Regions from separate parts of the Mus musculus genome. Here regions 1, 2, 3 and 5 are each linked to region 4. Evidence: chromatin contacts called from public HiChIP or PLAC-seq and promoter capture Hi-C data. All regions are on one chromosome and are shown on one strand. Each heading gives the region's core, a stretch centred on a gene start, on an enhancer-like site or on the middle of the called end of the contact. The rest is flanking DNA. Distances are from core to core; before and after follow the strand shown. Region 1 overlaps LOC117997403 (a long non-coding RNA gene). Region 2 overlaps Cemip (cell migration inducing protein, hyaluronan binding). Region 3 overlaps LOC117997403 (a long non-coding RNA gene). Region 4 holds the start of Cemip (cell migration inducing protein, hyaluronan binding). Region 5 overlaps Cemip (cell migration inducing protein, hyaluronan binding).

Region 1 (2,700 bases), core at 125-2,624, 130 kb after region 4:
ATGACGGGAATTCTAGAAGCCCAGAAAGGCCCTGGAGACGAGTAGGCTGTAAAAGAGGAGAGATGCAGTCATTAATGGCAATCTCTATTCACTGCATTAGCGGGTACCCCAGTGAGCACGCATGAACAATGAGTGACTAAAATAGACAAGTAAATCTGTCTGTAGTAGATAAGGTCCATTTTTCACAAGCCCAAGCTCTGTCTGGGATGGAAGTTAGTTACTTTATTTCCCTATTTAGCCACTGCGGCCACAAAAGCTTCCCTATCTTCATCATACTAGTCATCTGTCTCTTGACGGCCCTCTTCCTGCCCCTCTGCTCTGTTCCACTTGGAAGGAGGCTGGGACTGTGCACTTGGCTTAGATTCTGCATGCTGCTTAGACTATATAGATCCTGCCCCTGGGTACATGGTCAGGGGATGGGAAGGAGGGACAAAGGAGGCCTTCCTGATTTTTCTTACTGTCAGTAACAGCATCGCAGAGGTTTTAACTCCAGCAGCATTAACAATGACAGTGGAGATTATAGGTGTTGGAATAGCGTGGTGCTTGGTGAGCATTGGCTTAAACAGTGCTGGGGGTTGACATGGGTCATTTGGCAGCTTGGCTCCTAAAATATCAGGGAGAGGATAATATGCAGTGTCCCCACTGGCAGTATGAGCATAGGGCCTCAAGCAACTTCCTCCCACTTCTCGGGTGGGGGTGGGGTCCCAGAATACAGAGTCATTTTCCTTGTTAGCTCTTTATCTGGGCTCAAAAGTTCCAATATTTCTAGTCTCTTGCAGACCTCACTTCTCCCTTTCTTTTGCTTTGGTCTTCAGAATACTTTAGTAAGCATTGCCCTGAATTCACTTCCAGTATTTGCAGCACATAGAGCAACTTCTGTAGTCTAGACTTCATGCTGACTGACACATCTTCCCTCTGTGGCACAGGGGTAGCCCCCAGCCTCTGCCTAGGCATGCCATTGTGTGTGTGAACTTCTGAAGGGGCTTCTTTACTAACAGAGTTCTTTCCAGTGTCTTGGGGACATGCATTTTCCCACCCTTGACCTTCTGCTGAGAATGAAGGGAAGAATGTCTGTGGCTGGGTGAGTACCACGTTCCCTCCATGGTGCTATCAGCTTCCTTTCTGTGGGAGCATCTCTATAAACTAAAAATAAATTTCTTCATGTCTCAGAGAAATTAAACTTGCCAACTTTTAGACATGTTACTTGAAACCCCTATTAGTTCTCTGTTGCATGTGATTCACAGCCACGTAAAGAACAAAGCAGAAATCCCCATGGGAGGGAGAGATCAGGAAGATGATCCCCCTACCCCCAAACATGTGGCTGTTTGTTACTGTGTTGGTTACTAAATATAAAGACCCACTCCGGGGCTTCCCCTCTCTATTTTCACATCCTCTGTTCACATGGCACTTTGATTCCAGCCAGCAGGTCTCAGGCCATTCTTTTCCTTGGCTGTGAGAAAGTAAATATTAGTAAAAGTCTGTGCCTGGGCTCTGCAATGCCAATTGTCATCATAGAGACTGTCACTGTGCAGCTTCCTGCCCTGATTCACTCCACAGTGAGATACAGGGGATGTTTATACATTTCTTGCCAAGGAACAAGCTGTCTCCTTAGATATGTGGGTATAACTTTTAAAATAATTTACTTTTAATTAAAAGCATAAATAGAGCAGTATGGTGGTTTGAATGAAAAGGGTCCTCATGGGCTCATGTATTTGAATACTTGGTTCCCCATCTTGTTTGGAACTGTTTGGAAAGGCTTAGGAGGGGTGGCCTTGTTGGAGGCCAAAAGACCTGCACCATTCCCAGTGTCTCTCCCTGTACTTCTGCTTAAGGATCAAGAAGTATCTATGGTTCCAGATTTCTTTCCTAGGATACAATTTGTGAAACACATGAAACTCAAGAAGAACCACGACCAAAGTGTGGACACTTTACTCTTTCTTAGAATTGGGAACAAAACACCCATGGAAGGAGTTACATAGACAAAGTTTGGAGCTGAGACAAAAGGATGGACCATCTAGACACTGCCATATCTGGGGATCCATCCCATAATCAGCCTCCAAACGCTGACACCATTGCATACATTAGCAAGATTTTGCTGAAAGGACCCTGATATAGCTTTCTCTTGTGAGACTAGGCCGGGGCCTAGCAAACACAGAAGTGGATGCTCACAGTCAGCTATTGGATGGATCACAGGGCCCCCAGTGGAGGAGCTAGAGAAAGTTTCCAAGGAGCTAAAGGGATCTGCAACCCTGTAGGTACAACAACATTATGAACTAACCAGTACCCCCTGGAGCTCATGTCTCTAGCTGCATATGTCAGAAGATGGCCTAGTCGGCCATCAGTGGAAAGAGAGGCCCATTGGTCGTGCAAACTTTATATGCCTCAGTACAGGGGAACGTCAGGGCCAAGAAGTGGGAGTGGGTGGGTAGGGGAGGGAGGGTATGGGGGACTTTTGTGATAGCATTGGAAATGTAAATGAGGAAAATACCTAATAAAAATAAATAAATTTTTTAAAAAAGTTGCTTCATTATGGGGTGTTGTTAATTAGCTTTTAGGTTAAATTGCAAATATTTTATTGGTGACTTTTATACATATGCTTATAATATATTTTGTTTCTATTTCCTGTATTTATGTTGGGTCTGGATTTGACTTCTATAACATAAAAAAAATTGAAGTGACAAAAAAAAAAAATCAAGAAGT
Region 2 (2,700 bases), core at 78-2,577, 100 kb before region 4:
GGCTTTGCCCATCCTGCATAGCTGCATGCTACCAGGAGGCACAAGGAGTGACATGAGCTCAAATGATCTGCCAAAGGGGCCACTGACATCCCAGGAGGCCTTCTACCATGCACTGTGATGATAACCTAAGTATCCTCCTACAGATGCAGACATGGGAAATCCTTCCTTGCTAGGAACACCCAACAGATCCATGGAGTTCAGTAGCTTCCTGTGCACTCAAGCAAAGCCCCTGGTTGTCTTGCAACCTCTTCTCCCTTCTGTGATCCTAGGCGCTCTCGTGGTCTGCCCTGTAGTCTACCTGTCCTCCTCATGGCTGACCCACCCCTGCTCAGGTGCTGTGTCCACATGCCTTCCCTTCCAGCACTACTTCTCTTTCCTGACCACTCTGTCATCTTCTCCCAGCTTCCCACTTAATCATGAATTCCTCAGGGAAAGAACCACGCCCACTCCAACAGAGTAGAATCCCTCCTCCCTCTGCCCAGCTCATTACACATCTCTTTTATAATTATTGTGCTGGGACTCTAGCATCCTCCTTTCTTTGATTTCTGGATGCCATGAGATAAGCAACTTCCTCCATCACTAGCTCTTGCCCTAAACAACAGGGCTAACAAACCTAGAACTGAGGCTTCCAAACCCATGAGTCTTTCTTCTTAAGTGAAGTTATTTCAAATATCAGTTAGGCTGCCTGCTTGGACAATGTATTGATGCATCAGTAAGGAGCCAGTGCTTATATTGAGTATCTCAGCATTTTGTTTGATTTGTAGGACTCTGAGAATAGCTCACAGATTCCAATCTTTCACTTGAAGTCTACCAGTGTTCAGATTCCTGCAGCCTGAAATGAGGAGATACCTACCTGCCACCTTGACCTGTGTAGAGGTGCAAGCTTTGCAGGGGAGCACCCGGAACTCTTCTGCCTGGTACATCGAATAGTCAGTGCTGGCAACAACCAGGGTGTCTCCAGGCCTCCATGACCGCACATTGTCCACCAGACTCAGGATGGTGCTGTTTACGTTGGTGTCGATGCTAACCGTGAGCTTGGGCCTCACTGTAACCCAAAACAGGAAGGACTAAGACACAGCCCTTTGCCTTCAGCAAACATGTGGCTGCCCACCTCTTCCCCTCCCCTCTGGAAATCAGTAAATGCCAGGTGTGCCCTTCCAAAACCCGAATCACCAGACTCTCTCTCATCCCAGTCTCAGTACTTACAGGTTTTTGAAGTCAACAAAAACCCAACCAAAAAAGACCCATTCATTAGCTCTGGGCAGAGGAATTTTCCACTGACTTCTAAGCTAGTTTTCAGTGTGTTGCCTCACCACACCCACTTTGCCCAAGATGTAAAACAAATATAGTTCCTCTCCACTATTATTTACAGTAGCCATAAGTCCCACCCCCAAGTCCAATGACTGCTTTCTGGAGATGCTGATTCCAGAACAAGCCAGCCATTTCCAGTCCTGTCTAATGAGCACTGCCTGGGGAACTGGGTTTGAAACAACAGCACCAGAAGAGGCAGAGAGACTGTGTCAACCCTGCCCATCAGCACACTGCATTCTTGGACCAAGCCCGCCCCTTCTAGAAAGGCTTACGACAGGCCAGAGATTTGCTATCTGCTTCCAATGCCTGGGACCATCTGGCTGCTTCTGCACTCAGTGTGGGTGATTGTGACACTATGATACTCAACATGGCAGACCCAGACATCCCATTTCACAGTGCATAGAAGCCAGATCAGGGATCCGGTCGGGAATCAGAGCTCAGTTGCAGTTCTAACCCAATAAGGAGCTAGGATTTGCTTGCATACCGGGTTTTCCACATAAGAATCGCACTCGATAGCTTCGGCAGGCTCTGCCCCGGGTGTAGCAAGCAAACCTGTAATCTTGGCCATTTTTGTAGACAACCTCAGTGCTGAGGGCGACTCCATCCATTGTTGTGGCCTGAGAACAGAATGGAAATTACAGAGCAAGGATGCTTTTTTTATGAAGAGGGAAAGTGCTGATTAATGTCCCCAACTTATATTTACAAGTCTAAAATTGTCCCCACTGTGAAACTTATTTACAACAGCCCAGGACCCTTATCCCAATAGTCTTTGTGAGTTTTGTTATAAGAAAGTCAGTGTTAAGTCTCGGGAATGGATGTGGTGAGGCCTGATTTCTGGGAGAGAGTCAGCTAGAAGGTTTGTGATCTAGCAGGAGTCCTGAGTCCTACTTATTGCTCATCATTGTGCGCACATTTACAGAGCATCCACCATACACAGGCTTTCTTAGGACCCTGATATGTCTCTTCTTATGACCATCTCGCCACCCTCAGACTATGTAAAGAGCTAGCTTTTATTTACCAGGGAATGACTCTATACAACCCACAGGTGCCCAAATGGGTTTCTGTATAACACCAGGAATCTCAAAATTCTATATGCCTACACTCTACCAAATAGGTTTCTCTAATGACACAACAAACCAGTTCAGCCCAAACAAGAATATATAGTCAGATTTGTTGGGAGGTAGCGCTCCTGTGGGTTCACTGATCTCAAAGGAGCAGGTAAGTGAACTTGAGCATTGCCTCTAAAGCAAGGGGCTTTACAGAATTTAGGTGAGGAGAGATGATGTGTCTAATAGGAGCTGTGACTGTGCCCTTATCTGCTAAAACCTGAGCCTCTGGATGAGCACCCTCAGGTGGGTGTCTGGAAACATGGAAGAGTGATACCATGTT
Region 3 (2,700 bases), core at 20-2,519, 100 kb after region 4:
TTTCCAAAATAAGCTGGGTGCAACAACACATGTTTGTAATCTCAACACTTGGGAGGAAGAGGAAGGAAGATCTCTGTGAATTCTAGGCCAGGGTATGTAATGAGTCACTGTCTTGAAACAACAGCAATAAACTTTCCAAAATGCAATAGCATAGAAGACCACCATGCTCTTAATATCAAGCTTCAATGATCACCAACTATGACTCAGCTGTTCCTGTTTCTTATCTAGCTTGTCATTTTAAATGTAATATTTTACATACATTCTTTGAGGTTTTCATATATGCATACAATGTATTTTGATTATCTTCATCCCACACTCTTTCCCCTCCTTTTCTAGGTCTCTTCCCCCCAACTCCCACCCCACACCTCTTCACTCCTCTCCTGATTTCATGTCTGCCTTAGTTAGGGATTATACTGTGATCAAACACTGTGACAAAAAGCAGCTTGGGCAGGCCAAGATATATTTCTGTTTTCAACTCTCAAGTCACAGTCCTTTACTGAGAGAAGGCCGGGAAAGAGCCCAAAAGAGGAATCTGGATGCAGAAACTGGAGCAAAAGTCATAGAGAAAAGCTGATTACTGGCTTGCTTCCTTGACTAGCTTCATTTGCTTTTTTATACAACTCAAGACCACTTGCCCAGGGTGGCACTGCCCACAGTGAGCTACTTCCTCCCACATCAGTCATTAATAAAAGAACTTGTCTTCCAAAATTGTTGGCAGCCCACATAGCCCAGTCTTTGGGGCTGTTTTCTCAACCGAGAGTCCCTCTTCCCAAATGACTCTAGCTTGTGTCAAGTTAACTTAAAATTAGCCAACAGAATGACTTAAAAAATAATAAATCACTGCATCCAATCTGTGTTACATCTGTATGCATAGCTGTGGTACTTGCTAATTACTCTGATTCAAGTACCCTGTGTCTGGGATTCCCCTCTCAAGAGTAGCTTTTCGTATTTAATACTCATGTTGCTATCATGCCAAGAAAACTAGCTAACCTAAGAGGATGAAAAAGGCACAAGGGGATACACAGGGCAAAGGACTCTCCATACTTCAGTTTATGGTATTCCCAGGGTTCTTAGAGGCTTCCCTGAAGTTTGGTAAAGACCTATAGAATCTTGGAGCCAAAATTGTCTTTACCACCGGTCATTGAGACTAGTCAGCTCTCTCCAATGGTGAGAGCTACCCTGAGAGGCTTTCCTCCACCGACCTTTGACACAAAACACATTTCCTTAATGACGATGTCCTCGATTCCAGTAGCAGGAAGAAATGACCACTCCCATGTCTGAATCACCAGGCCCTCTCAAAGAGCCTTCTTGTTCCCCATTGTTCTAGAGCTACTGGGGACACACGGAAGCTTCTTATACAGTTAAAAGCTCCTGTAATCAGCAGTATAGGTTCTCTGTCTCACTACCAACATCAACATACACAATCCAATGTTTCCACAAAGGTCTGATGATTGTATACAGAAATAAAGGCAGTTTCACTTTGGTTAAAGGAAGTCATAGAACCATGCAAAAGTTGAGAAGAAGAGTTACAAAGACCAGGGCAGTGTCTCAGAGTTTCTAAGTCATGTGTACATAATAGAAGGTGAACATCAAAAAATCTTCAGGCATATAGTAATAATAAAATTTAAAAACCAGAAGTGTTGTTATATTACTCTTTTTGAGACTATATAGCCCAAACTGTAATTAGGACTCATTCAGTAGTTCAGTCTGTCCTCAAATTACTAGCAATCCTCATGTTTCTCTAAGGGCTAGTGTTTCAGGTTTGACCCACTATGTCCATCTTTTGAACCAATTTAATGAAAATATTGAGGCTGCCCACATGAAGCCATAGTTATTGCTCTTTCCATCATGTCCCCCTCTCCCAGGGAAGATGACCAGGACTGAAAACAGAGCATGCTTTGTATCAGAGCTTCTCAGACTATAGACTACCCTAGAAACATCTGGGAGCCCTGTTTCAAGACAAAGCTTCATTCCATAGATCTACAATGACCTGACATGGCTTCTGACAGAACAAGCTCCTGGCAATACCAGTGCCTGACTAAGGTGAGACACCCTAGAGTACAAACGTGTACATCAGTGGTCTCCACAGGAAACAACCAGGGAGATTCAAAAGTATATAACTTCCTACACCTGATTCATCTGGGCTGAAGCTGAGCTTTGGGGATTTTAAAAAAATCTCCAAGCTGTTTAAAATATGAAAACAAGCTAGAGATATTTTTATATATCAAAATTCAAGCTATGCATGGCACTAGTGCTTTCCAGAAGCATTATATGTTTTAATATGTAAATACAGACAAGTGAAGAACACAGAGAAAGCTTGTGATTCTGCTCTGAGATGAAAAAAATCATTAACACATTACCATAGTATGTCATTCGGATCATACATATGTATATATGCATGTATATATATGTTCAGATGATTCTTATTTCTGCCAAATGAGATCATGTCCATAGAACTCTTTAATTCATAATTTATTTATGGAACCAACCCATCTGGGGACATGTATTGTGTGAGAGCTGGGACATTTAGACTATTTCATCTTAATTTCTTTGTTGTGCTCATAGGTTTAAAAGTACAACTAGTGTTTTGTTCTGCTTTTCTTTAGCCTTTTTGTACATAGGATTTTTTTTTTAGGGAGTTTTTGTGTATATGTGTGTCTGTATCTGTGTGCCTGCCACAGGTACATAGAAAAGGGCAAA
Region 4 (2,700 bases), core at 183-2,682:
TCTACCTTCCTAGTGTCTGAACACCTTAATCAGTGAGGGAGGTGCCTGAACACACCAGACTCAGGGCCACAGGCCCCGAGTGGCGGAAGTAGCTGGGAGCTGTCCATGGTGGCGCCGAGCCTGGGCACGCGGAGCAGCCTATTCCCCGCCCGCGGGCGCGCCTTAGGGTCCCTCTCCAGACCGCGGAGATGGAAATGACTCCCTGGCTCACGGTCTCCTGGACAGGCTTCAGCCAAGCCGTGGCTCTCACATCAAAAGCTTGGTTTTAAAGAGAAGGTCTTACCTGTGGGCAGAGTTGGCTGCTCGGAGCAGGACTGAGAACCTCAGACCTGGGGCGGGTAGAGTGTCCAGTCTTGGGGAACACCGGCACAACGCTCGGTCAAGAGCACAAGGATTCTCTGGGGTTCATTCCGAGATGTCACCGAACCAGAGCGGAGAGCTTGAGAACCGTGGACAACTCAGTCTTGTGCCTTATGGAGACCTTGGTTTTTCTGTCAATCTAGCGAGACCCTTCTTGCAGATGCTGTCTGTTGCCAGGGGCCACCAAATGTCCCTGCAGCGCTGCCAGGCTTAGTGTTTGTTTAAATAACAGCAGAGGCCACCGAGGTCGTCTAACATCAGATCATCTCCTCCAGCCCGGTGCCAGCGTATCACTGGGAGGGCAGAGGCAGGTTAGGGAACCCAGGAGACCTTGCCTACGTGGTAGCGACAAGGTACAGTCTTGCGAAGCTCACCATTAGCCACACGGTAAGCGCGTTCCCTGCACCGGGCTCCTTGCGAGACCTGCCTAGGGGCCATCTCTCTTCGATTAGACACTGTTGTTTGTGTGAACATCTGGTGCCATTCACAGGGGCACAAACTAAGCAAAACAGAAATCCACCTCCCGTCGAATACATTCCTGGACGATGGTGTCCCCAACACCTGACATTTGTAAAGATTTCAGAGACGAAGGACCGTGGCGGAGGCGTGTGCCCACCAATATATTCATGGATAGGCAGGCAGGCAGACAGACAGACAGACAGACAGACAGACAGTGGTAGACAGCATAGAATAATAGGCTGGACAATCAGACTGATGGAGGGCAACGTTCTACCTAACAGAGGGGAGAATGTGGGATCCGGTCTCTCCTCTCCTCCCCATAGCTTAACCCAAGCAGCCCTCGCGCCCTAGCTCCGGTCCTCTTACCTCAGGTTGATGACCGAGACCCTGCCACGCCTCGGGGATCTGGAGTGCAGCATCCCGTAGTCTAGTATCTGATCCCACGCGTTGAGCTCCTGAGCGTAAGCAAGTGGGACGGGAGCTGGCGGAAAGTGGGGTGCAGATTCCGACCTCACTCGGCACAGTGCTCCAGCAGCACCAGACCACTGCCACTCAGCGCAGAAGGCGCTCCTCGCTCGACTCCGCGCGCTCACTGGCTTAGTAGCTAGCTCGGAGCTGCCAGCCCGAGCCGACGCTTTTTATAGTCGCCTTCCGGGCCTGACTCCTCCCCACCAGAGCCCCCGGCGCCCGCACTCATCCCGTCCCCCCTGTCCCACCCCTGTCTCTGGGCAGCGTCCTCCCACTCACCGCGGTGGGCGGCCTGCGGGGCTGGACCCGGGCGGGCTCTGGCGGCCGCTCCGGGAGCCGCAGACCTGAGCCCGAGAGCCGCCGCCGGGACAAGCCGTGGCCACCAGGTGAGGGCGCTGGAGCCTAGGACGAAAGCTGCGGACCTCCGAGGGCTTAGTGATGGAAGCGCAGCTTGTATCCAGTGGCCTCCCCAAGGGACAGTCAGCCAGAAAAAAGAGATTTTGACAGAGTCGCCACCACTCTACGTTCAGGCTGTTAGATTTCAAACCCGTAACACTTTTTGTAAGCCAACATAGCAACAGAATCCAGGATCGCCTAGGTCTAGAGGTCTCTTAGAGAAGATCTTGTTTTGAAAGCTAGGGAGATGACCGCTAAGATGTTTACAGGTTTGAAAAAACAGAGTTCAGTTCCCAGAATCCTCATAAAAATGCCTTGGGTGGGCAATAGCCCTAATTTGTAATTCCAGAGCTGGGGAGGTGGAGACAGGTGGCTTGTTGGGGCTTGCTGGCCAGTCCGGGTAAAATAGAGATACCCGGTCTCAAAAACAAATAACACTCCAAGCAGCTTGACCTCTGTCTTAGGGGACACACACATACACACACACACACACACGGATAGTAGAGTTACTTCTTCACATGTGTCAGTTTTCTGCACATGCCAGTTACTTGACCATAAACAAGGGACTTCACCATTGGGCTCCCATGAGCCTGGAGAGAGGATTTCAGTGAGATTTTGTGGGTACTAAGTCATAGTAAGTGTTTGCTATCCTGCATGTAGTCTGTGCCTGGACAGGACAATGTTCTCAAGGATCAAAACAAGACAGTGCCACCAGTGAGTTATCCTCTGCCATAGGAATAAGTAAGCCCACCCAGAGCATCTAGCATCTCCTCAACACTGGGTGCCCTGAGCACCAGCTACCTATCCACTCTGACCCTGGCAAAAAGGGTGAAAGGTGCTGGGGATTTTTTTTTCCATTTCATTTTAATTCTAAGATGACAGCTTTGGTTGCAATTCTATATGCTGTCCCTCTTTGAGACTTATTGCTCAGCTCCCTCCTCTGGTTAATGAGAGTTCTCAAGTACACATTTCTTCCTGCCTGCCAATGTCCTATGCTCACTGCTGTGCGAGAGGGTC
Region 5 (2,700 bases), core at 165-2,664, 85 kb before region 4:
AGTTTTCCTGGGATCTGCTCCAAATCTATGCCCTGAGAGATACAAAAAGGGACATCTATGTCCCAGGAGCTGGGAGAACCACCCCGTGGAAAGCAAGTGAAGGTCCAGAAAAAGAAGCAGGGAGAAGGGGCTAATTGATGTGAGGCTATTTTCATTTTCTCAGCAATTAGATTGTGAAGAACAAATCAGACTTACAGGGAGCACAGAGGAGGTGGGGAGATGGAGGGGAGGCTTAGGTGAGCCCACAAGGGAAAGGGTTCTGTAGGGAGACCAAGGGGGGTATCAGGAGTGGAAGCAAGTGTCACAGTGCAGGGGACTTAGAATCAGTACATTCCACAGGTAAAGTTGGCACAGGAGTCACATCTACAGCATGGGACCAGAACCAGTTCCAATTCAGTTAGTGTCATGGCAGGCATAGCAGCTCTAAGGGGTACTGGATCATTCTTCAGTTATGCAAAAAAAAGCCATAATTGCCATAGTTAGATATCTAAAGAAGAGCCTAGAGGGAGACATGCTGTTATCTACACTCAACTGCACCAGATAAAGACTGTTCAGTCTTCTATTGAGCGCAAGTTTACTGTGTGGGTGCCCAGCCCCCACATTCTCTCCCATGTGTGCGGCAGACACCTTTGGTTCTGTTTGCCTCACTGTTGGTGAGAATTCATACTTTAAGTGTCACTACAATGAGAACTCCACATTTGTGGGGTTTCAATGAGTCACCATTTTAGATTCTAAGTTTCAAGTAATGACAACATAGCAGATGCAGACTTCCCTGCTGGCTGAAGAGAAGAGCTGCTACCAGCCTCTACATAGGCTGGGCAGCTCCCCACCTTGATATAGAATGCTCAAAGCTGGTGCTCAAAGCAACAGCTCTGAGAGCTGGGTGTTAAATTCCACACCTAAGCTTATCTCCAAAGAGGATAGTCCCAAATTCCTAGTAGCCTTTCACCTGGTCCTGGATGTGGGAATCAGTCTCAAGGAGCTGATTATCAGAGTGTGAAGAGCAAATGTAGCCTCCCGGAGTGCATCCTGGGAAGAAACAGTTCCACTAAGTGGACAGTGCTTCGGGTCTTAGTGTGTCTCACTTCCAAGCCAAGCCCAGAGTCCTTTCCCTGTCTGGGCATATGACTCTGCAGCCAACTTCGCATCTCAGCTTGGCTATGGTGGGCCTCACACTACAGGTTTGTCCACTATCAGGATCATGAGCCCCGCTCTAAAAACTCTGAGCCTATGGCTAAGACAGTACTTCTGTTACTGGATGTGGTGGGCCCTCCTTTGTGGAAGTGTGGAAGGTGGGTTTTCATACATATGAATCAGTAAATCATCTGAAAATCTCCAGTACCATCTTTGAAACATCACCATGGCAACCACACTGATTTCCTTGACTACGGCAGAGGGCCTGCGAAGCAGACTATAAGGGAATGACTACTTAAAGCATGAATGACAAAGGCAATTTCTACTTCTCTCCCAAAGAGCACAGACTGAAGGGCATCAGGGAGAGGCACAGCCTCCATTCCAAAGGGTTTATATGCAAACTGGGGTGTGGGAGGAAACACCCAGGAAGTATCTGAATACTCCCCAAGCTGAATCACCCCAATAATAAACCCAAATACAGTTCCTAGCCTGGAGTCAATACCCAATTTGTGTTTATTAATTGAAAGAGAAGATGAATGAACTCAGGCAATGTCATAAATCATTGCACTAAACACTGACACTTTGCCTACTTGCTATGTCACCCAAGAATTAAGGAGATTTTGTATGAAATCACAGTGAAGGCATTCTATGCTACACAATGCTTCCTACCCTCAGTGGGCTGGTAAACAATGTAATTCAATGTGAGGTCCTTTATCATGGAAGAGCATAAAACTCGAGTAATAATAGCATTTTATGATGAGCAATGAATGGTATCCATGGTGGTCTTATCAAACCCCTGCTCAGTTTCTAAGACTGGTACTCTGTACCTCTAGTGTCTGCCAAAGGTTCCAGTTATTCAGTGGTTGCTTCCTGGAGCCTGGGTGAAGTGTCCTGTGCTTCTAACCTTAATGTAAAATTCACATAAAGATCACTTGCTTGGTACCACGAGGTAAAAGGAAAGATAGAAACCTCACAAGATAAAATAAGTAAACCACTTAAAGCAAAGTTGACCATACTGAGATAGTAAGATAGATCTAAGTAGGGTGCTGGGCTGTAACACAGGCCTATAACCTTAGGGAAGATTGCAAGTTTGAAGCTAGCCTGGATCATACTGAAAGAGACACTGTCTCAAACAGAAAACAGCTGGGTGTGGTGGTGCATACCTTTGATCCCCAGAACTCCAGTGGCAGAGACGGGCTGATCTGTGAGTTTAAGCCCAGTCAGGGCTACCTTGTGAGGTCCTATCTTAATATATAAACCAAACTAAACAACAAAAAAGAAAAACACAATCTAATCCTTGCTGAGGGTATTGAGGCCGAAAGGGGTTTTATGGGCCCAGATCCTGACTTGATGGCACACTGTAGGGAGGGATGCTCTGAAACTGAGTAGACCAGAGGTAGAAAGCCATGTCTAGGCTGAATTCTCCCTCTCCACTTCCTGACTCTCTTTCAGACAGATTCTAAATTTTGTATTAGCAGCTAACATTTAAAATCAAGGTTTTTAATAAAAATTCACATTTCTGGTCTCCTTTAAAAATTCAAAATATCTTACAACAATGTCTCCCCT

The links. Promoter capture Hi-C pulls out the DNA fragments that hold promoters and counts their contacts. HiChIP or PLAC-seq counts read pairs in DNA pulled down with a chosen protein or histone mark.
Region 1: a promoter capture Hi-C map of liver shows a contact between it and region 4. The contact joins the enhancer-like site here to the promoter of Cemip in region 4. A contact is called at or near these places in 12 of 39 promoter capture datasets (the C10 cell line, the HPC-7 cell line, cranial neural crest and 7 more), 2 of 15 datasets of contacts at CTCF or cohesin (the NIH/3T3 cell line and large pre-B cells), 10 of 484 Hi-C or Micro-C datasets (ECoMG-derived neutrophils, the G1E-ER4 cell line, the HPC-7 cell line and 5 more), 2 of 115 datasets of contacts at active chromatin or transcription factors (astrocytes and stem cell-derived neural progenitor cells) and 1 of 9 other capture datasets (macrophages).
Region 2: an HNF4G HiChIP or PLAC-seq map of pancreatic cancer cells shows a contact between it and region 4. The contact joins the enhancer-like site here to the promoter of Cemip in region 4. A contact is called at or near these places in 3 of 39 promoter capture datasets (the 3T3-L1 cell line, embryonic stem cells and hippocampal neurons), 1 of 15 datasets of contacts at CTCF or cohesin (the NIH/3T3 cell line), 9 of 484 Hi-C or Micro-C datasets (the AML12 cell line, the HL-1 cell line, cortical neurons and 4 more), 6 of 115 datasets of contacts at active chromatin or transcription factors (embryonic stem cells, extraembryonic endoderm stem cells, forebrain and 1 more) and 2 of 9 other capture datasets (embryonic stem cells and pancreatic islet).
Region 3: a contact with region 4 is called in an H3K4me3 HiChIP or PLAC-seq map of intestinal villus epithelium, with 5 read pairs. The contact joins the enhancer-like site here to the promoter of Cemip in region 4. A contact is called at or near these places in 8 of 39 promoter capture datasets (the 3T3-L1 cell line, the C10 cell line, the HPC-7 cell line and 3 more), 1 of 15 datasets of contacts at CTCF or cohesin (the NIH/3T3 cell line), 7 of 484 Hi-C or Micro-C datasets (the G1E-ER4 cell line, bone marrow-derived macrophages, cerebral cortex and 2 more), 4 of 115 datasets of contacts at active chromatin or transcription factors (CD8 T cells, bone marrow-derived dendritic cells, double positive thymocytes and 1 more) and 2 of 9 other capture datasets (embryonic stem cells and pancreatic islet).
Region 5: an HNF4G HiChIP or PLAC-seq map of pancreatic cancer cells shows a contact between it and region 4. The contact joins the enhancer-like site here to the promoter of Cemip in region 4. A contact is called at or near these places in 2 of 39 promoter capture datasets (the 3T3-L1 cell line and embryonic stem cells), 10 of 484 Hi-C or Micro-C datasets (the AML12 cell line, the HL-1 cell line, cortical neurons and 5 more), 6 of 115 datasets of contacts at active chromatin or transcription factors (embryonic stem cells, extraembryonic endoderm stem cells, forebrain and 1 more) and 1 of 9 other capture datasets (pancreatic islet).

What each region holds. Positions count from the first base shown.
Region 1 is chr7:84,210,862-84,213,561 of GRCm38.p6, forward strand. The region is part of intron 2 of LOC117997403 (a long non-coding RNA gene); the gene reads left to right. Among named protein-coding and RNA genes, the nearest start is that of Gm26708, 21 kb to the right of the region's middle. Within about 2 kb of position 1,375, at least 20 of the 459 cell types and tissues checked have an H3K27ac peak or open chromatin away from gene starts, as enhancers often do. A contact at or near this core is called in bone marrow-derived dendritic cells, bone marrow-derived macrophages and liver, where this site is marked.
Region 2 is chr7:83,981,339-83,984,038 of GRCm38.p6, forward strand. Cemip (cell migration inducing protein, hyaluronan binding) reads right to left here. Exons shown (of 29, transcript NM_030728.4): 10 at 1,796-1,928; 11 at 854-1,045. All of the region lies in intron 2 of Gm30440 (a long non-coding RNA gene), which reads left to right. Among named protein-coding and RNA genes, the nearest start is that of Gm30440, 12 kb to the left of the region's middle. Within about 2 kb of position 1,328, at least 5 of the 459 cell types and tissues checked have an H3K27ac peak or open chromatin away from gene starts, as enhancers often do. A contact at or near this core is called in pancreatic cancer cells, where this site is marked.
Region 3 is chr7:84,187,127-84,189,826 of GRCm38.p6, forward strand. The region is part of intron 2 of LOC117997403 (a long non-coding RNA gene); the gene reads left to right. Among named protein-coding and RNA genes, the nearest start is that of Gm22177, 18 kb to the left of the region's middle. Within about 2 kb of position 1,270, at least 27 of the 459 cell types and tissues checked have an H3K27ac peak or open chromatin away from gene starts, as enhancers often do. A contact at or near this core is called in bone marrow-derived macrophages and intestinal villus epithelium, where this site is marked.
Region 4 is chr7:84,085,073-84,087,772 of GRCm38.p6, forward strand. Cemip (cell migration inducing protein, hyaluronan binding) reads right to left here and starts at 1,433. Exons shown (of 29, transcript NM_030728.4): 1 at 1,186-1,433.
Region 5 is chr7:84,000,322-84,003,021 of GRCm38.p6, forward strand. The region is part of intron 2 of Cemip (cell migration inducing protein, hyaluronan binding); the gene reads right to left. The region is part of intron 2 of Gm30440 (a long non-coding RNA gene); the gene reads left to right. Among named protein-coding and RNA genes, the nearest start is that of Gm30440, 31 kb to the left of the region's middle. Within about 2 kb of position 1,415, at least 18 of the 459 cell types and tissues checked have an H3K27ac peak or open chromatin away from gene starts, as enhancers often do. A contact at or near this core is called in cortical neurons and pancreatic cancer cells, where this site is marked.